Linked DNA regions of Sus scrofa: all the other regions are linked to region 3. Evidence: chromatin contacts called from public HiChIP or PLAC-seq and promoter capture Hi-C data. All regions are on one chromosome and are shown on one strand. The core of a region is the stretch at or near the end of the contact, and the rest is flanking DNA. Distances in the headings are between cores, read along the strand shown.

Evidence for each region. Promoter capture Hi-C pulls out the DNA fragments that hold promoters and counts their contacts. HiChIP or PLAC-seq counts read pairs in DNA pulled down with a chosen protein or histone mark.
Region 1: a promoter capture Hi-C map of liver shows a contact between it and region 3, with 12 times the contacts expected there. The contact joins the promoter of MXD1 here to the promoter of PCBP1 in region 3. A contact is called at or near these places in 5 of 5 promoter capture datasets (fetal liver, fetal skeletal muscle, liver and 1 more), 26 of 47 Hi-C or Micro-C datasets (adipocytes, adipose tissue, alveolar macrophages and 16 more) and 2 of 2 datasets of contacts at active chromatin or transcription factors (alveolar macrophages and skeletal muscle).
Region 2: an H3K27ac HiChIP or PLAC-seq map of alveolar macrophages shows a contact between it and region 3. The contact joins the promoter of PCYOX1 here to the promoter of PCBP1 in region 3. A contact is called at or near these places in 14 of 47 Hi-C or Micro-C datasets (brain, embryonic fibroblasts, fetal skeletal muscle and 9 more) and 2 of 2 datasets of contacts at active chromatin or transcription factors (alveolar macrophages and skeletal muscle).
Region 4: a contact with region 3 is called in an H3K27ac HiChIP or PLAC-seq map of skeletal muscle. The contact joins the promoter of FAM136A here to the promoter of PCBP1 in region 3. A contact is called at or near these places in 2 of 2 datasets of contacts at active chromatin or transcription factors (alveolar macrophages and skeletal muscle).
Region 5: a contact with region 3 is called in a promoter capture Hi-C map of fetal liver, with 3 times the contacts expected there. The contact joins the promoter of TIA1 here to the promoter of PCBP1 in region 3. A contact is called at or near these places in 2 of 5 promoter capture datasets (fetal liver and liver), 13 of 47 Hi-C or Micro-C datasets (alveolar macrophages, brain, embryonic fibroblasts and 9 more) and 2 of 2 datasets of contacts at active chromatin or transcription factors (alveolar macrophages and skeletal muscle).
Region 6: a contact with region 3 is called in an H3K27ac HiChIP or PLAC-seq map of alveolar macrophages. The contact joins the promoter of SNRNP27 here to the promoter of PCBP1 in region 3. A contact is called at or near these places in 1 of 5 promoter capture datasets (fetal skeletal muscle) and 1 of 2 datasets of contacts at active chromatin or transcription factors (alveolar macrophages).

What each region holds. Positions count from the first base shown.
Region 1 is chr3:72,543,972-72,547,213 of Sscrofa11.1, forward strand. MXD1 (max dimerization protein 1) reads right to left here and starts at 1,331. Exons shown (of 7, transcript XR_002342619.1): 1 at 1,011-1,331; 2 at 178-277.
Region 2 is chr3:72,222,004-72,225,137 of Sscrofa11.1, forward strand. PCYOX1 (prenylcysteine oxidase 1) reads right to left here and starts at 1,602. Exons shown (of 6, transcript XM_003354779.4): 1 at 1,396-1,602; 2 at 90-296. The coding sequence starts at 1,519.
Region 3 is chr3:72,378,979-72,382,024 of Sscrofa11.1, forward strand. It overlaps PCBP1 (poly(rC)-binding protein 1), which reads right to left and starts at 1,386. Exons shown (of 1, transcript XM_003125057.4): 1 at 1-1,386. The coding sequence starts at 1,117. The coding sequence ends at 47. All of the region lies in intron 3 of ASPRV1 (retroviral-like aspartic protease 1), which reads left to right.
Region 4 is chr3:72,189,398-72,192,264 of Sscrofa11.1, forward strand. FAM136A (protein FAM136A) reads left to right here and starts at 1,521. Exons shown (of 3, transcript XM_003125051.6): 1 at 1,521-1,760; 2 at 2,659-2,799. The coding sequence starts at 1,635.
Region 5 is chr3:72,238,951-72,242,015 of Sscrofa11.1, forward strand. It overlaps TIA1 (nucleolysin TIA-1), which reads left to right and starts at 1,585. Exons shown (of 13, transcript XR_002342584.1): 1 at 1,585-1,899. It overlaps TRNAG-CCC (a tRNA gene), which reads left to right and starts at 1,262; the gene lies at 1,262-1,332.
Region 6 is chr3:72,564,769-72,567,955 of Sscrofa11.1, forward strand. It overlaps SNRNP27 (U4/U6.U5 small nuclear ribonucleoprotein 27 kDa protein), which reads right to left and starts at 1,255. Exons shown (of 6, transcript XM_003481192.4): 1 at 1,133-1,255; 2 at 70-190. The coding sequence starts at 1,166.

The DNA of each region.
Region 1 (3,242 bases), core at 81-2,580, 160 kb after region 3:
TTTTCTTCTTTTTAGTCCTTTCAACCCAAACAGAAGGGCTTCCTCCAGTGCCTTAAGAGCATGTGGACATGACTGAGCCTGAATACCACTTCATTTACAGGGCTATCACTTCCATTCTGCAATTTGTATCATCCGCAGTATAATCTAAAAGAGAAAGGGAAATATTTACCAAATTACCTGCTACTGCTGTTGTTCTTCTTGGATTTGCTCCTCCGTTTTAAGGCATCTCTGTCCTTGTTATTGTATGGTAACATGGAGGCATAACCATGTTCAGCTTCTAGAAAACCGGAGGATCCAGTTAATGAATGAGCCCAGAACGTTCAATACTCTCTCCCCTCCCTGAGAAATTGATTATTTAATGAGAAATTGATGTATTTCTCATTAATAGAATATTGTGGAAATAATAAAACGGAACAAGGTGGAATTCTCAGAACAATGATTGCCTTTTTAAATTGAGTGTGAATACCCTCAGTTCGGAGCAGGTGGAAGGAGCATTCCAGCTGCTCATTGTTGAGAAAGACACAGCAAGTCCCATGGAGCCTGGGTTTCCCATTGGCAGCGTCCAGCAGGTTGGTGTGTAGTAAGTGGGACCAGCCTCAGGCGAAGGGGCAGGGTGAACACCGGGACTCAGAGCCGGAAAAGGAGGATGGGGGACAGGGGAGGCGCTGCCCCTCCGGCTGGGATACCCGGAGCCAGGTCCACTTGAGGGCCGGCCGGGACGGCCCTGGCTGAGGGAACCCCAGGCACCACACTCGCTACGGGGTGGGGAGGGGGCGACGCTCAGGACCCCGGGGACAGCAGCCCCTTTTCCACCCCCATTCATTGCCTCTGGGCAGTGGCGGCCTCCTTTCGGACCGCGCGTGGGGAGAGCTGGAGGGGTTGGGAGCGCTCGCGGTCGCGCTCTCAGCTCCTCCAACCACCCCCGGAGCGGCCGGGCGCCCAGACCCTCAGCCAGGCCTCTCAGAGCCCCCGGCCCCTGCTCTGGCCGGACCCCTCACGTCCCCGTGCACCTCTCTCCCGCCGCTCCAAGTAGTCCGCCGCCTCCAGCAGCATCTGGATGTTCATCCGAACCGCCGCCGCCATTCTGCACCGGGGGCCGGAGCCACGGGACCAACCCCCACTGCCCACGGGTTTGCCGCCGCCGGACACGCGCGCCCCACTGAGGACCCGGCAGAGCAGGGTTGAGAGAGCCTCTCTTGCGACCACGCTCGCCAGAAGGGGGAGGGGACCGGTGAGCTGGGCACCGCCGACACTGACAGAACCCAGAGAAGAGCAGCAGCCGCCACCGCCGCGGAGTGTTTATCCCGACTCACCGTCCCCCCGCCCCCAGCCCCTTCTCTTGACAGGCCCGCTTCGGCTGCGTTCCTCATTGGGCACCCCAGAGAATGCCCCGCCCATGGCCTTGTGCGATTGGGGGAGGGAATCACGGCCCCGCCCCCCAGAGTCCACTCCTCTTGTTGGTTGGTCACGCTTGACAAGGCCCGGGCTCCACCCCCTCTTCCCAATTGGTGACAGGACTCGCAACTCCGCCTTGTGCTCCTTCCCTGTTTTCCATTGGTTCTATACTGACAACCGGGGCCCCTTCTGCTTTGTTAGTATTGGCCAAGAGGTACAGAAAGCAAGCCACTTTGCCTGTCTCCCATTGGGGGAGCCTTCCGACACCGCCCAGCTATGATGACGTCGCCTTTCCCCAGGCCAGCGAACCCTGAACGGGTGGTGGTCAGCAGCCCGGCTACTCCTCCCCGGATCTGGCTTTGGCTGGAAGGGCTGACCCCGGCGCCGCAAGCCGCGCTGATTCACCGGCTGCCCCGGGGCGCGGCTCCACCCGGCTCCGCCTGTTGCCGAGACCTGTCTCCGGGGAAAAGTTTCGAGGACCTGCTGGGCAACCCTCAAGTGGAAGGTGGCGCCGAGCGTCACCTGGGCGCTGTGTCCCGCTCCGGTTCGGGGCCGGGTCCCTGGGTCCGCCGACAGCGACCCAGAGGTTCCAGACGTCCTGGGACTTGGGCGGCTGAGGGCACCGCAGAGAATCCCCTGAAGGGAGCGGCCCGCAGCCCGAGAACAGGGCGGTGGGCCTGAGACTCTGCCAGGCGCCACGTGGCTGTTGGGCTTGAGGGGAAAAGCCTGTCTCCTGTTAAATGCTCGCCGCCCAGCCTTTTCTCTTCTCAAGTGCTGGAATGGGGCAGCTGCATGCAGCGCTGGCCTCTCCAAAGGCACGACCCTCGCCGCAGGTGCTGCTAATTACTTCCTCACGCGAGTGGGTTTTAAAAGCTCGGAAACTTCCTATACCTGCAGGTTGACGTGGAATCCTGAGATTCTTTCATAAATATCTTCCCTTTTCTAGACGAAAACGTTCAAAAGAATACTTCCTTTTCGAGACGGCTATAAACGGTGTTTGTGTTGGGGGTGGTACCAATATAAATGTACATAAAAAACTTGAAGAATTGTTCCCTAAACCTATGACGATTCCTGAGATATCTCCATTTTAAAAAGCAGAAATAAAACTGTTGGTAAATTGAGAATCCTGAAGGTAGAAATGAGTGAAGCATGAACATATTTAACAAAGCTTTTAAAAAAAAGTTTATTGTTGTCAGTATATGAAAACAATAGCTTATACGTGTGAGGTAAATTACCTACATTATCCTAATCCTTAATATAATCCCATTAGATAGGTTAATTACCTACATTTTGCATATGAGGAAACTGAAGCCCGGAGACGCTAAATGAGTTTCCTAGACATTCATTCAGCCAGAAATGGAAACTGAACCTAGATCTGTTTCACCCAGAGCCCAGGCTATCAATGTTCTTGTTGGTAGCTCTAAAAACAAGACAACTAAGAAACAGATTTCCATATGAGTCACAAACACTGGGGAAAGAGAAACACATGTGATTATGATGGGAAGTTTTACAACATGCCTTTTTTTTGTTTTTGTTTTTTGCTTTTTAGGGCCACACGCACGGCATATGGAAGTTCTCAGGCTAGGGGTCCAATCAGGCTGCAGCTGCCAGCCTACACCACAGCAAAGGAGGATCCTTAACCCACTGAGCAAGGCCAGGGATTGAACCCTCATCCTCATGGATACTAGGGTTCATTAACCACTGAGACACAATGGGGACTCCCCAATGTGTCCTTTTTAATGTTGACAAACCCATTAAAATTAAATAAACTCAACAGAATTAATAAGTAGAATAAATGTAGTAAACCAAGCCTGACACATGGGACACACATTTTCTGGGTTTAATTA
Region 2 (3,134 bases), core at 352-2,851, 160 kb before region 3:
TTAACAAGGCAGAAAAGTTTCAGATCCCTATCTAATAACAACATCCATGGATGTTGAAGTCTGCTTAGCTCTAAGAAGAAATCACATACCCAGGTCCTTGACAAAACGCTTCATGTGCAGATTTAAAGGATGGATGATAGAACCTCCTGACTCATATTCTTGCCCCTGCATAGTCAGGGTCGCCAAACGGCCGCCCACCTCTCCTTTTTCAAAAACATCAATCTTCACATCTTTCCCAAATTTCTGCCGCAGATAATAGGCTGCTGAAGTGCCACCAATTCCAGCTCCAATGACCGCTAGAGGGGGAAAAAAGAAACAGTTTTTTCCCTCTTATCAGCTTTGTAGGTTTCGTTTTTTGAAAGACTGTTAACAGACGTTACTTTAGGCTATTAACAACTTAGGGAAGCCTGGGGACAGGGAGGCAAGTGACAGCTGCTGTGAAGATAGAACTCTGAATCTGGACAGTCACTGCCTCCAGGCAAAAGTGATAATAGATAAACTTACAAACTGACACTAATTTTTTTCCCCCAATGCCCCAAGATTCTCACAGTTCTTTGCGGAGGCACCAAGTGGCCCGCACACCATTCTTTGTGACCAATACATGGGAACAGAGGAGGTGGGGCCCTTCCAGCACGCATTTTAAATAAAGTGGCCGCCATTTTTGCCTACATTTGCTCTGTCTCGTTAATGTGAACAGGTTAATGATCCCAAAGAACACAGCTTTAAGGGGAATTTAAAAAGCAAAGCAAAAGAAAACAGAGCAAAACACCAAAAAGACTGAAACTAAGAGTGAATGCTTCGGCTGTGTAGTCGTTCTAGGCAGAAAACTGTGCAAGCCAGTGGCCTCTGCGAGCAGGCAAACTTCAGCGGAGCAGCCGGGCCGGGCTGGGGAATGGGTAGAGCTGCGGGGCGGGGCGGCGAGGGCGCCGAAGCCCATCAAGGGAAGGAGACGCGGTCAGCGCGGTCAGGTTGTTTGCACTGCTCGGTGTGCTGTGCCCTCGTGGGCCTCTCAACTGCAGAGCGGAAGCGGCCTGTCGCTCCCGGACCAACCAGGGGACTGTCCTCCCGCAACTGCAGCAAGAGAAGTCGGCAGGAGGGGCCTCAGCCTCCTCGGAGCCCCAGGCCTCCGAGACAGGGGCCGCAGGGACGCTTGGCTCCCGCTCCCCGGCCCAGGTCTACCCCTCTACAGCCAACTCCTCAAATGGAGATGTCTTCACCCTCGGGAAAGCGCGGTCCCTGGGGCGCGAGCCGGAATGGGCTCCGCTTGCGCGGAGGGCTCATTCGGCGCTGCTCGGCGGGTGTCACAGGTGCCGGGCCTAGTGTATCAGCCTGCCGCCGCCAGGCACCGGGCTTATTCCCGCCACCTCCGCCCTGCGCTGCCTCCTTCTCGCCTACCGATCTTCTCTGGCGGGGACCGCGGCGCGGCGCTCCCGGGGCACCCCCAGCTGCACAGAAGTAGCAGCCCCAGCCACAGCCCGAAAGTCAAGAAGCAGGGGAGCCCGCCAGCGAGGGGCTTCATGGTTCTCCCAGTGCTGCAGTCGTACTAGAGCGCCCGGCGGTCCGCCCGCATTTGAGCCTGCGCTCTCCGCTCGCCCCGCCCCCTAGCTGGCCTCGCCCCTCCAAGCCCCGCCCAGGCCCGTCCCCAGCTCAGGCACCTGATACTCCAAGGCCACCCTTCCTCCAGAAGCTACAACGCAATCCTCTCGGTCCCCCAAGTCCTCCTTGCACCTCTGAAGCCCAGGCTGCTTCAGGGAGTTGCCAAAGGCCCCAGAGGAGGCTCACCCCAGCTTTTAATTTCATCAATACTGCCCTCTTCTGTTGATTCAATCGCTCAGGCTCAAAGAATGCACACAGCAAACCACTGTTAGAAACGGACAAGGGTGCCCCAAATACTTACTGAGTGATCACCGTGTTCACTATGTTCGAGATTTGTTGGGTACAAGATGACTGGGTAAAGGGTGCTAGGTGAAAGGGAAAATGACAGAGACCAGGGATGGGGTGGTCCAAACTGAAGGAAGTGGAAAAATAGTAACAGATATAAACGAAAGTCGTGTGTGTACTCGTATCATACGGAACATTAGGCAAACATTTAAAAGAATGCAGGCTTTGTATCTATTGTCCCAGTATTGTTCGGTCATAAAAGCTGTTGAGAAAGTGATGGGTGTCATATGATACTATTTCTGTAATTAAAATATCCCACCCAGGGAGTTCGCATTGTGGCTCAGCAGGTTAGGAACCTGACTAGTATCCATGAAGACTCAGATTTGATTCCTGGCCCCACTCAATGAGTTAAGGATCCAGCGTTGCTCTGAACTGTGCTGTACGTCACAGATGTGGCTCAGATCTGGCCAGGCTGTGGCTGTGGCTGTTGCTGGCAGCTGCAGCTTAGATTTGCCCCTTGCCTGGGAACTTCCATATGCTCTAAATGTGGCCCTTAAAATACATATCTATATCTATATCTACATATATCACACCCAATCAAAAAGGGGGGGGAGAAAAACTAGTACGTGAATGTGAAGAACAGTATATGGATGGAAGGAAAATAAGTTAAATAAAAAGAAAGTTTAAACTACTGCAAAATAAAGGATTTACTTAGTGGACAATTATTTATTGAGCTCCTTCCACGTGGCAGGCAATGTTATTATAGGTACTTGAGAAAAACCAGTGAACAAAACAATTTTTAAAATATTTATCCTAATGACGTATACATTCTAGTGAAGGGAAACAAATGACAATTAGAATAAGTAAGCAAATGACATAATATAGAGTGGAGGAAAAAAAAGTGGAGAATGGCTTGCAATTTTAAATAGGATAGTCAGATCAGGCCTCACTGAGCAGGATGGCACTTGAACAAAAGTTTGCAATAATTGAGAGAGTGGACCAGGTGAATATTTGGAGAAAGAGCTTTCTAAAAAAGGAAAATGCCTGGCATATATGAGGAAAAGCAAGGAGGCCAGTGGAGCACAGCAAGAAAGAGGGAATGGAGGTGTTAATGGAACGAGATGCAAGTCATACAAGAAATAAACACTTATGTAAGAACATAAAAATATGAATATTGTCTCCTTTTTCTACAAATTACAAAGAAAGAACTAAATTGTGTGTCTTTTCACAATAGCTAAGTATATTAAGCCTAA
Region 3 (3,046 bases), core at 136-2,635:
TCATGGGAAAACAGCAGAAAGGGGTTATGAGTGAACCTACACTGTTCTAGCTGCACCCCATGCCCTTCTCAGAGGAAAGCCTGGCATTGATTAGATATTGGGCCAGACTAATACTGGCAGCAGAACCAGTGATAGTAACCTGCCTACCAGAAGAGCCTTCCACTGGATTGGCAATTTTGATCTGGGCCCCGGACATCTGGCGGATCTCATTAATGTTGGCGCCTTGGCGCCCGATTATGCAGCCAATTAAGTTATTTGGAATGGTGAGTTCATGGGTGGTTTGAGTAGATGCATCCAAACTTGCCCAATAGCCTTTCACCTCTGGAGAGCTGGAGTCAATTCCGGCGAATCCGGTCCCGCCGTGCATCATGGCAAAGTGAGACTGTTGTCTTGCCACCTGGTTCAGCTTGGCCAGATCGAGCGGAGAAATGGTGTGTTGTCCTTGAATCGAGTAGGCATCTAGAGGTGTTCCCTCCAGGTCATGGGTGGCATGAGGGTAGCCCGCAGCGTCGCTGCACCGATCTTGGCCGCCCGCGCAGATGACCGGAGAGCTGGCCGGCATGGGCTGGTACGGAATGGTCATGACTCTCCCTTGCGGAGACTGGGAGAGCGTCTCCAGCATGACCAGGCAGATCTGCTTGACACACTCGGTGACAGACTGCGGCACGCCAGCAATGGTGATGGCCCGCTCGGTAGAGTTGGGCAGCATATCCCCCGCCACCTGGACCTGGGCCCCCGTACTCTCGCGGATCTCTTTGATCTTACAGCCGCCTTTCCCAATCAGGGAGCCGCACTGGGTGGCCGGCACCACGAGCCTCAGGGTGACCGGGGGCCTGCTGGCCGCCGTGCTGTTGGTCATGGAGCTGTTGATATCTTCTTCCAGCTTGTCGATGATCATAGCGAAGGCCTTAAAGATGGCATTGGTGGGGCCGGTCAGAGTGATGATTCTCTCCGGACAATTCCCCTCCGAGATGTTGATCCGCGCGCCACTCTCCTCGCGGATCCTCTTAACCGACTCCCCTTTCTTCCCAATAATGCTTCCTACTTCCTTTCCGTGCATAAGCAGCCGAATGGTGAGAGTCACATTTAGTCCACTTTCAGTCACACCGGCATCCATGGCGAGCGGCGGGCGGCGTTCGGGGGAGTTGGGCTCGTTACGTGGTCAAGTCTTTGGTGGCTGGCGGGGGGAGGGGAGGTGTAGGCCCAAAACTGCCGGCGCGAGGCGAGCGAGGGCCGCGGGAGCGAGCGGGCGCGGGAGGGAGGCCGCGGCGTCGTCGCAGGGGCGGGCGGCGGCGGCGGAGGGGGCGAGCGGGGCCGGGAGCGGCGGGCGGGCGGGTGGGCGAGGGCGCGGCGGTGGCGACTCCGGCGGCAGCCTCGGCGGTCTGGGCGGGGCGGGAAGCCCGCTTTCAACCCCGCGTACCCTCTGACCCCGGAAGTGCTTGTGCGCAGGACCCCTTGAAAAAAAAAAGAGGACCCATGGTTTTTAGGTCACAAGATTACGCCAATCCCCATGGAATAGTTTTTTAGAAAACCCTTTTACCAGCCTAGCATTGAAAATAAAGCCCCGGTGGGTAAAAGCTGTGAGTCCGGCAAGGCTTAAAAACGAACATGTATTCTATTAACCCTAGAGGCGCCGGCGGATGATTGGAAATGTAGTGTTGTGAATGACGGTGCGACACATTATTTTTCCTCTCTATAAAAGCGATTTGGACACGGAGCGACTCGGACAGCCCCGGGAGAAACTGCAGGCGGCAGCTAGGACGCCGCGGGTTTAAAACGTGCGCGTGAGGCAGCCAGAGCGCGTGCGCGAGGGTGTGGGGAGGATGGGAGGGGCAACTGTGGTCTTCCGGGGGGAGGGGCGGCGAGGCGAGGCCCGCTGGGCGGGCGCGGGCGCGGGCGCGCGCCGGCGGGCGGGCACGTGGGGCCCCTTCGTCCTCGGCGTCCGGGCGCCCCGCGCCAGCCCCCACCCCCTCCCCGCCACCGCGGAGGCGGCCTGTGAGGAGAAAGGCCGAAAGCCCTCCTGCGCCGCCGCCAAATTCGCGGCTCTACTGATGGTTTCTGGGAAGTGTTAGAAACATGGCCATAAAGAGTATGGCGTCCATTTACATAATGCTTTGTCTGCATTTTGCAACTTTGTTAGACCCGCAGAAACCCCCACCTCCTGCGCAGGTGTTTAGTCGCTGCCACCTTGTCAGACATTTCAGACAGTGGCGTTCATTTAGGGCACCGCATTTACCCGTGCTCGGGGAGTTCCTGCGGTTTTCCCCGCCAAGGTTAAGCTCCCGCTACTGCACATCGGCCTTTTCCCGCATGGTGCAGCCGCCGCGCCGCGCCCGCGCTCTCTGGGGGCGGCCCCCAACCGGGCCCGCCATCTTGGAAGGCCTTTGCTGCCGAGTGTCCAGCCGCGGGTTCCTCTCGCTAAAGAAAGGTCGCTGGGGTGGTTGGTGTGGCAGTTGTGATTTCTGCCCTTTCCCCTTTCCTTTGGCTGAGCCTGACAGAAAAGACCGGGTGCTTAGCGTCCTTCCGGATCCCTGAGAGAAAGCGGCTAACGTGGCGGCCCCTCCGCCCCCTCCTTCGTCCCCGCGGGCGTAGCCGCCATGTTTCCTGAACACAAAATGGCGACACGTGGCCTGGATTCGTCGCCAACGAGAAATTGGGGTCGGCCTGAAAGCTCTAGAACGCGCCCCTCCCCCCTCCCGGCTCCGGATGCCGGTGGGTTGGGGCCTTTCCCGTGCAGCGAGTACTCTTACCAGATAGGAGTGAAACCCTGCAGGCTGGTCCCAACCTCAGCGGGCGAATTTTATTGTAATTTTCAAATTAATTTGAAAGGGGAACGTGAATAAGTGAAATGTGGGCATCATACCGAGTCTCTGCTCATTTCAAGTTTAATAATGGATGATTGTGGGGGCGGGGGCGAGGAAACAGAACCATTGATTAGTTTGGGCCCCCAGTACCAGAACATTTAGAGATCACTGCTTTAGGAAACGAAATGGGAAGTTACTGCTTTCCTAGACCAGTGTATAGGCTGTTATGCTGGAGAGATAAA
Region 4 (2,867 bases), core at 271-2,770, 190 kb before region 3:
CACAATGGAAGTCCTATGTAGTGAATTTTTATGGGCTGGGTAACTTCATAGGCTAATGAGTGGAAAGATTATTTCAACTATTAGGGGAAGAGGGGTGAGGATTTCCAGGAATTAGGCCACTGCCCACTTTTTGGCCTTTTATGGTGGGCCTTGAAACTATCATGTCACCTATGAGCATGTCATTTAGCAAGCCAGTGTATTACAATGACCGAATAATGAGGCTTAAGGTCCATTGGAAGTCGAATCATCCACCATCTTGGCCCTAGTTGGTTCCAATAGGTTCCTGCAATATCCTCAAGGGCTAGGCCATTCTCTCAAAGGTTATGCCTCATCCCCCTTTCCTCCTGTTTCAATTTCACTTCTAGATATTGACCCAAGAGAAATGGAAATCTATGCCTACAAAAGACTTGCTCAAGGATGTTCTTAGTCACCATTTTATTCAGAACAGCTGGGAGTTCCTTTTGGCTCAGCAGAAATTAATCCAACTAGTATCCATGAGGATGCAGGTTCAATCCCTGCCCTCGTTCAGTGGATCAGGGATCTGGCATTGCTGTGAGTTGTGGTGTAGGCCCGCAGCTGTAGCTCTGATTTGACCCCTATCCTGGGAACTGCCACATGCTGCAGGTGCAACCCTAAAAATTTAAAAAAAAAAAAAAAAAAAAAAACAGCTAATAACTGGTAAAGACCCAAAAGTCCACCAACAGGGGAGTGGAAAAACAAATTGTAGTATGTCCATTCAACAGGATTCAGCAGCAAAAAAAGAACTGAAGATATGGTTCAATCTCAAAAGCACTCTTGGAGTTCCCATGATGGCTCAGCGGTTAACAAATCGACTAGGAACCATGATGCTGCGGGTTCAATCCCTGGCCTTGCTCAGTGGGTTAAAGATCTGGCGTTGCCATGAGCTGTGGTGTAGGTCGCAGATGTGACTCAGATCTGGCTTTGGCTGTGGCTGTGGTGTAGGTGGCAGCTATAGCTCTGATTGGACCCCTAGCCTGGGAACCTCCAGATGCTGCAGGTGCAGCCCCAGAAAAGACCAAAAAATAAAAAAAATAAAAAGCATTATGTTTAGGTGAAGAGGCCAGGCCCCCAAAAAGTACATATTAACGAGATATATATATATATAATATTTTATATATATAAATTATTCTAGAAAGGGAAAATGTAATCCCTAGTGATAGAAAGCAGATCAGTGGCTGCCTGGGGTCAGGAGTGAGGGAATAGGGAGAGAATGGACAGAGGTTAGGAAAGGGCAAGATTTGCTAAAACTCATCAAGCTGTTTACACCTAAGACCTTCGCACTTACTATATGTTACTTACATTAAATATCTTTAAAGAATTTTAGTGGAAAGGGAGAGGGACAGAAGGCAGAGAAAGAGGAAATAACCTTCCCTGAGCTCTCGCAGAGGACAGAGGTGGGCGGGCAAAATGAAGAAGCCCAAACAACCGGGGGGGGGGGGGGGGGGAAGCGTCGCTGACGCATGGGGGCGGGGCCAGGGAGTGGGGCGGGAGCAGGCCTCCTGGCGTGCAGTTGCTCCTCTCTGGACGCTAGGCGGCGGCGTGGGCTCTTGGAAGGACGCGCCGCTGTGACCCGCGAAGCTGCGCGGAGCGGGCGGGCCGGTGCGCCTGAGTCCATGTGGGCGCCGGCGCGGCAGGGAGCAGCTGGGGTCGCCATGGCGGAGCTGCAGCAGCTCCGGGTGCAGGAGGCAGTGGACTCCATGGTGAAGAATCTGGAGAGAGAGAACATCCGGAAGATGCAGGTAGCCGGGCGGAGGCCGATCGAGGGGGGAGCCCCAGCGGTCCGGAACTCCTGGCCCCTTCCCGCAGCCGCTGCGCCATATCCAGCACCAGTGCCCTCCTCCCCGCACACCCGGGTCGCGATGTCCCTGGGGTCGTCGCGGCGTCCTCAGACAAAACCTCTGAAGCTTCGACTGAGCGGATGAAATCTGTGCGCTCTTGCCACGCGCAAGGCCGTTTGTCCCCTAGACCAGGCGGGGGGAGGGGTGTTCCGGGACCAGGGTTAAAAGTCTCTCGTGTGAGGCGTTCGGCCTCCCGCACCTCCCCCTTTTTCGCGGCCCCTTCTGCAGGTGAGCAGCCCGAGGCCGGAAAAAGAGCATGGCCAAAGGCGAAAGACCGGAAAGGCGAAAGCGCTAGGCCTTCTCAATGGCCAGGTCATGCCCGGTTCTGTTGCATCGAACCCGGCTCCACAGCTTATATGCTGTTCTGCTTTGATCCCCTAAATGTTTTGTGGCTGTTGGTCCTTCTTTCCTAACCGAATTGTGAGTTTCCCTTGTAAAGGTGACCCTGGAGTCAATTAGTAGACCAGTTGCCCCCTGGTGGGAGTAGGTTACTAGGTTGCTGACCTCTGAATCCTGTGATATAGGCTCCTCGTTTTCAGAACTTGGCTTTATCTGACCTTCGCCACCTTCCCTGTCCACTCAGCCTTCAATACCACAAGTGCCAATGAGTTAGCAGCAAGGAGGCGGTGAGGTACTCCACTGGGCACCAAGGATAATATTTCCATTCATGGTTTTAAGGCCCTGAAATCTGTTATAAGGAGAGGTACAGGTATAGACACTCCTGGCCTCTATTGCACTCCTTGGTCATCTCTGCCCTGGAGGCTTCCCTACCTAATCTCTCTCTGCCCTCCTTCCACAGGGCCTCATGTTCCGGTGCAGTGCTGGCTGCTGTGAGGACAGCCAGGCATCCATGCAGCAGGTGCATCAGTGCATCGAGCGCTGCCATGCACCTCTGGCTCAAGCCCAGGCCCTGGTCACCAGTGAGTTGGAGAAGTTCCAGGTGAGCAATATCCCAATCAGAGTACTCTAGCCCTTGAGGTTGCTCTTTTGCAGGAGATGACAAGCATT
Region 5 (3,065 bases), core at 335-2,834, 140 kb before region 3:
TGTCAATACATCACTTGATGTATAACTCTTTGTCTTCAAAATGTATATAACTGCACTAACTTCTAATGAATGGAAAAGTCCCCACAACTTTCTGATGTGTTTGTGGGAGAAGGTGAGCTCCACATCTTACTCCTCCACCGTCTTGATCCTAACCCCCTCACAGCTTTCTGAAAGACTGTCTCCTGGGTTATAATCTTTAGGTTGGCTCAAATAAAATTCTCTATTTCTTTCTTAGGTTGACTATTAATTTTTAAGGTTGACTATTAATTTTTCAGAGACAATATGAAATGTCCTGAATAGACAAATTTATAGAAACACAAAAATAGTGGGTTGGGGAGAGGGGCGGGATGGGGAATAGGAAGTAACTGCTAATTGTACAGCTTTCCTATTCAGGATGGTGAAAGTGTGCTAAAATTGATTATGAGATGGCTACACATCTCTGTGAATACACTAAAAAAACCACACTGAACTGCATATTTTAAATGGAAGAAATGTACATTATGCAAATTATATCTCAAAAAGTTTCTTAAAAAAATACAATCTACTATTAACATTTGTCTTATTCATCCTCAAAAGACTAATATTTGATATCTTTGAATGAAATCCTAAGAATGTGCAACAGATTCTAAAGACAAGTCCAAAAATGGTAATCCAAAATTATCACAGTCTAAAGGAACTACTTCAAAGAAGAGATCACATTTTTGAACACGGACATTCCCCAATGTTTAAATTTTTTCACATAAATTATAAAATGCAATACAAAATGCATAATGAGTATATTGAAGTACATTTCAGAACCCTAATTTTTCTGCCTCCCCCCCACCCACCCCAAAAGGACTGAAACTTGTATATGCCCCAATTCATATGGTTTTAGAATTCTTGGGACCGATTTGCATTAAATAAATATTTCTTTAATATTTTCCAATGTACACTGAGTACATAAAGAAAAACTCCGCAAAAATCTGGAAATACATGCCCGGCTTTCAAAAAGCTGCTTAACACCAACAAGACAAATTCTTCTTAATGAAACTCTTACTTTTTAAGTTTAAAAACAAATTTTAAATGAGATTTTTCCGTACTGAAAAAGTAGGAACATCCATTTAACTGTATTGGAATGAGAGAAATCATCACTTACATTAAGGGAAAGTAGCAATAGGCTTTTGTTTTTAAAGGAGTGAACGAACCTTCCTCATAGCTGTTCGGGAACGAAAGTTTGCTTGCTATTAGTTCTAAAGCATTTCTGCAAGAAGCATTACCGTCAGCGCCGCTGGTGTAGTGGTATCATGCAAGATTCCCATTCTTGCGACCCGGGTTCGATTCCCGGGCGGCGCATGGCCTTTTGCTTTGCCTTAGATTATTTTTATAGCTTTTTCTTCTTGTAGAAACACTTCGAACTTTTCATTTCCACGAATATTTATATTTCATTATAATTCACCGTTGAAACATTCGAATCGGGAGGTGGAATTCAATAAAGTTTACTGTAGTCCTGAAATAGTTAACCTTCACGCCTGCGCAGTCTGAGACAAATCCCTGGCGTGGTTGGAAGAGCGGCTGCGCAACAAGTGAATGTATGGACTGAGGTGTAGCCTGGCGGCCGGGAGGTTGAAAGTGCAAGATTCTTCTGCGCCTGCGCGGCCCGGGTCACTTCGCTGGCGGCTCCAAGGCTCCCGGCTCGCCGCCATCTTGTATCGGGGCTTCATTGTTCGCTCTGGGCCGGGTGGTTTAGTGTCATTGCTGTCGAAGAAGGAGGCGGAGTAACCTCCGGTCAGCCAAGAAACCCCCGCTATTCCGCAGCCATAGCCGCTCAAAAGATTTGTGAGGTAGTAAAGCGTAGGGAGCTGGACTCAGAGGCGCCGCCGCGACAGCAGCAGCCATGGAGGACGAGATGCCTAAGACTCTGTGAGTCTGGGGCAGCGATGAGGGGGGCGGGATGGTGGTGGTCCCGGAGCGAGGCTTCGGCTCAGCGCCGTTGCTCAGCCTATTGTTCCCCGTGGACGCCGCGATTTCGTGGCTCCTATTTTAGGCGCTCACCTGGCTGCCTAGGGACCGAGACCCCGGCTGTGAGAGGACGAGCTGGAGGGAGAGGGGGCTCAACCCTCTAAATTAGTCCCTACACGTTTACTACCCCACAGCGTGGCTTTTGGCTTCGCCCGGGGCCTTCTGTGGTTTTAGGCCAGGAGAAGACTTTTTAATTCAAACCTCTTTAGAACTTGGCGAGCCTTTTTGTCCCACGCTTTTCTTCTCCCCCCCCCCCACCCCGGCTTCTCGATTAACCTCTTTTCGAGCTTTATTTCCTTTCATTTTAGTTTTTTTCCCAGAAACTCTTCCTTTCATTTCCTTCTCGTTGATAGGCATTCTTCTCTTGAAAATGTTTGGACTCATTTTCCGGGAGGTAAACTTTATTCCCGCAGTTGCCAACTGGAAAAAAAGCCAGATGTTTTTCTTTGAACTTTTCTTTGGCTTTCCTTCTGTGGCACCCCCTCTCCAGATGAAAAAGTCTAAAATCGGACCCCTTGAGGATTTTGAAAGTGCTGTGTTTGTTTGTTTGTTTGGGGGTTTTTTTGTTTGTTTTTTCAAATGGAAATCTCACCCGGAGGGATAGATCTACTAAGGGGAAGTGGATCTAATACGTTTATATCTTCGCCTTCTACTTTTGTGATTGACATGACTCTGAAGGACTGGGGAGTTTTTAATGAAGCAGCAATTAATAAGTACCTTAACGTATTTAGTCACCTCTGGGAATTTTTAGAGGTAGTGTTAAATGATCTTCGTTTGGGATCTTTTCTTTGTCATGTAGCCTTCCCCAGCATTCTTTGTTTTTCCAAGTATAGTCGGATGAGGTGATCCTGCCTTTGTTGCTTTTCTCCAAAAGAAAGAAAAAAGCCCAATGAGTTTTTGATGTAGTTTTTTGTTTTTATTCTTAGGAAGACTGACAATTTGAGAACTCTATGCATTAAAAATGCGCCCTTCGGTTTCTTTTTGCAAGTCTCTAGATATCACTTATGAAGTACAATGTAATCAACTATTTTTTCACCACAGAAATAGTTGCCATTTTGTAAACAATA
Region 6 (3,187 bases), core at 5-2,504, 190 kb after region 3:
AAGGGCAGTGAATACTTACGCAGTTGCGTGAGACTTGCGGTAAAACTTCTGATAATTTTCTGCACTTACCTGGAACGTCTTCTGTGGGGGGAACGAGAGCGGCTCCTTCTCCGATCTCGCTCGCGGGACCGGGACCTTTCTCGGCGCCTGCGTTCTCTCTCCCGGGATGTGGACCGGGATCTCCTACGCTCTAACACAAACACACAAAATTGCAGAGTCAAAAATTACTTCAAACACCTATAGCTGCGTCATCCAACGGAACTATCATGTGAGCCACTTTTAGTTGTCACATTAAAAAAGTAAAAAAGACACTGACAAAATTAATTTTAACAGTATATATTTAACACAATATAGTCAAACTATTATCATTTACATGTACTGTTACAAAGAAATATTAGATATTTTATATTTTTTCCCTGCACTAAATCAAGGAAATCTGGTGTGTATTCTACACTTAAAAACAGGAGTTCTCAATTCAGATTGAGATCATGTTAACTTTTAAGATCAAATCTGATTAGTTGAACAAGGGGACAGAGCCAAGGGCCTAAGTGAGATCTCCCGATCGAAGTCTCGGCTTCTCTACCCCTTTGTGGGGACGGGGGCCAGAAGACATTACGAAGTGAGCTCCCTGCACAAAAACTCCCAAACAACGATTTCCCTATAAACTGGAAAGGAAACACTGAGCATCGAAGAACCTGGCGGTTACCATACGCTGAGTGTTACGGAGTGTGTCATCAATTTTCACGGCAGTTTTTAAAAATAGTGTTACCCACCCACCCCACCCCCATGTCTAATTATTACTGGAATTCGGACACAGGAAGATTGGACGGTTTGCATTCGGCCACTTACAAATCAAGGGAAACATGGTCTGATTCTAAATGCCCCAGCCACACGACAATAAAGGTTACTGTACGAGGCTGACAAAGTCTCGGCCAAACCCTAACTTTGGAATAAAACTGCCTTCAAACCGGAGGGTTGAAGCGTGTAGGGCCCGGGTCTTCGTTCCCCCATCTACCTCCGCTCTTCTCCTCAGGAAGAAAGGGTCGCCTCCTCTGCTGCCCCTAAACTGGGGGGAAAGGGGGAACAGGTCTCCAGCGGAGCCCCAGATCCTAAAAAGTGCTTCTGGACTTACCCCTCCGCGGAGAGCGGCTGCGGCTGCGACCCATTCGGAGTCCTCTTCCACCTCACACCGCCCCGGAAACGACTTTGCAACTTCCGGGGGGCCCGGAACTGACCTTTCACCGCCGACTGGAAAACGACAAACGACTCGCCAGGGTTCCGGTTTCTAAAGCCTGGAGGCGGTAGTGAGCTTGTTGTGACTCTAGCGGCTACGCCGCGACGCTCCCTCTCACAGTGTAGGGATTCAGTTGAGAACAGAGTTGGCATCTCTCTCCCTCCAACCCCCCTTTTCGCGGTGGCTTCCCCATCTTCTCTGTGGGCCTTAAACTATGCTACCTGATGCTGTTACAGAAATGTCTGGGAAGGGCTGTATATAAACCACACTAACACAGACCTCATTTTCCCTCATTTTCCTTTGCAACTGTCTTGTCCACATGCATATTTCATATCAGACCAATTCTAAATATTGCACGTACAAACAGTTTAAGTCCACACGGGGAAACACTAGGGTGGATCAGGTGGCAGAGAAGCAAAGGGAAAGAAAACATGGGTGAGAGCTTTTATTGAGTTTTGTGGGAAGGAATAGCAGAGGCAGGCATGTTAGCTAAACAGGTTTACGATTACTAATTTGAATAATTTCAGCGGGCCTTGGGATGTAGGGGCTGTCCGATGCCTATACTCCCGAGTTTGGCAGGGAAGGTGGGTTGCTGAGTACAGGCTTTCCACTGGCTAGTCTGCATATGAAAGGCACGGTCAGAAGGAAATCTTTTGCTGTCTCTGGGAATTAGCTGGCCCCAGGAAGGGCAGTCTCAGCAATGCCCTAGATGACAAAACACCAGAAAAAAATTAAAAAGGTATGATTAATAAAATTATTCATACAAATATTACACACCTATGTACCAGAGTATTAATCAGTGCAAAAGACACAAGTCAGCTCTTGACTAGGGTGCAGTCAAGTGAGGGATACAAACAAGTATAGTGTCAAGATGCATTGATGGGGCTGATCAAGATATTATGTGTACATAATAGGGGTACCTGCTTTGAGGGGGAGGGTTGTCAAGAAAAGTTTCCAGGGGGAAATGATGTTCAAACAAGACCTTAAGGTTGAAATACCAATTAGTCAGGTAAAATGGGGTGACTTCTGTGGTGGGGACAGGTGTAAGATTATCCAGGCAGAGATTGCAGGTGCCAGGGCAAGAGGCAAGGGAGAGGACAGGCTGAAAGTAAAGAACTAAAGTATGGCAGCTACCTAGGGAGCAAGGAGGGAAAGGTAGAGGCTAGAAGCCTCGTGAGCTACGGTAAAGAATTACCCTGAGGCAAAAGCAATTGAGAGCCTTTTAAGGGTTTTGAGGATGAGAGGGAATCACAACTGAGTTTATTCAGAGGATACTTTGTGTAATGTGGAGTTTTCACTAGAGGGGAAAACACATAGGGAAGAAGGTACAATAATCTATATTGGAAATTACAGTGGCCTGTACTAAAATGGTACCAATTGGTAAGGTGGAAAATGGCTGAATTTGAGAAATAATTGGTAAAACTGGGAAAACTTGGTCATTTTTTGATGCAGAGGATGAAGGAATTAGGATTCAAGCATAATGTCCGGGTTTCTGGTTTGTGAAACTGGGTAGATGGCAGCATCATTTACTAAAATAAGGCATATACATTTGGAGAAAGGAGCTATGTTCAGATCTGGACGTGCCCCTTTGAATACCAAAAAGGAGATGCCAAGTAGATGTGCCTGGAAGAAAGATCTAGGCATTAGGGAACCACTGACTGAAACCATCCGCCCTTGGCCAGGAATGATAATCTTTTGCATGAGGTGTCTTACAACAGGAGGTCCCAATTAGTAACAAGGTGCTGTGGCCAAAAACTAACTAGGAGAATTCAGGAAGGGCCGTAAGGAGGAAGGAGATGCCAGCCCATAATGTGTCCAGCCAACCTCCTAGAAACCTTCATGCTGGAATCCATCTTGACTGACACGCCACCAGGAAGGGCCTTGAGTTGGATCAAATTATAGGCACAAGCAGGTTGATGGGCCAGAGGCAACCTGGAAACCAACCCAACTTCC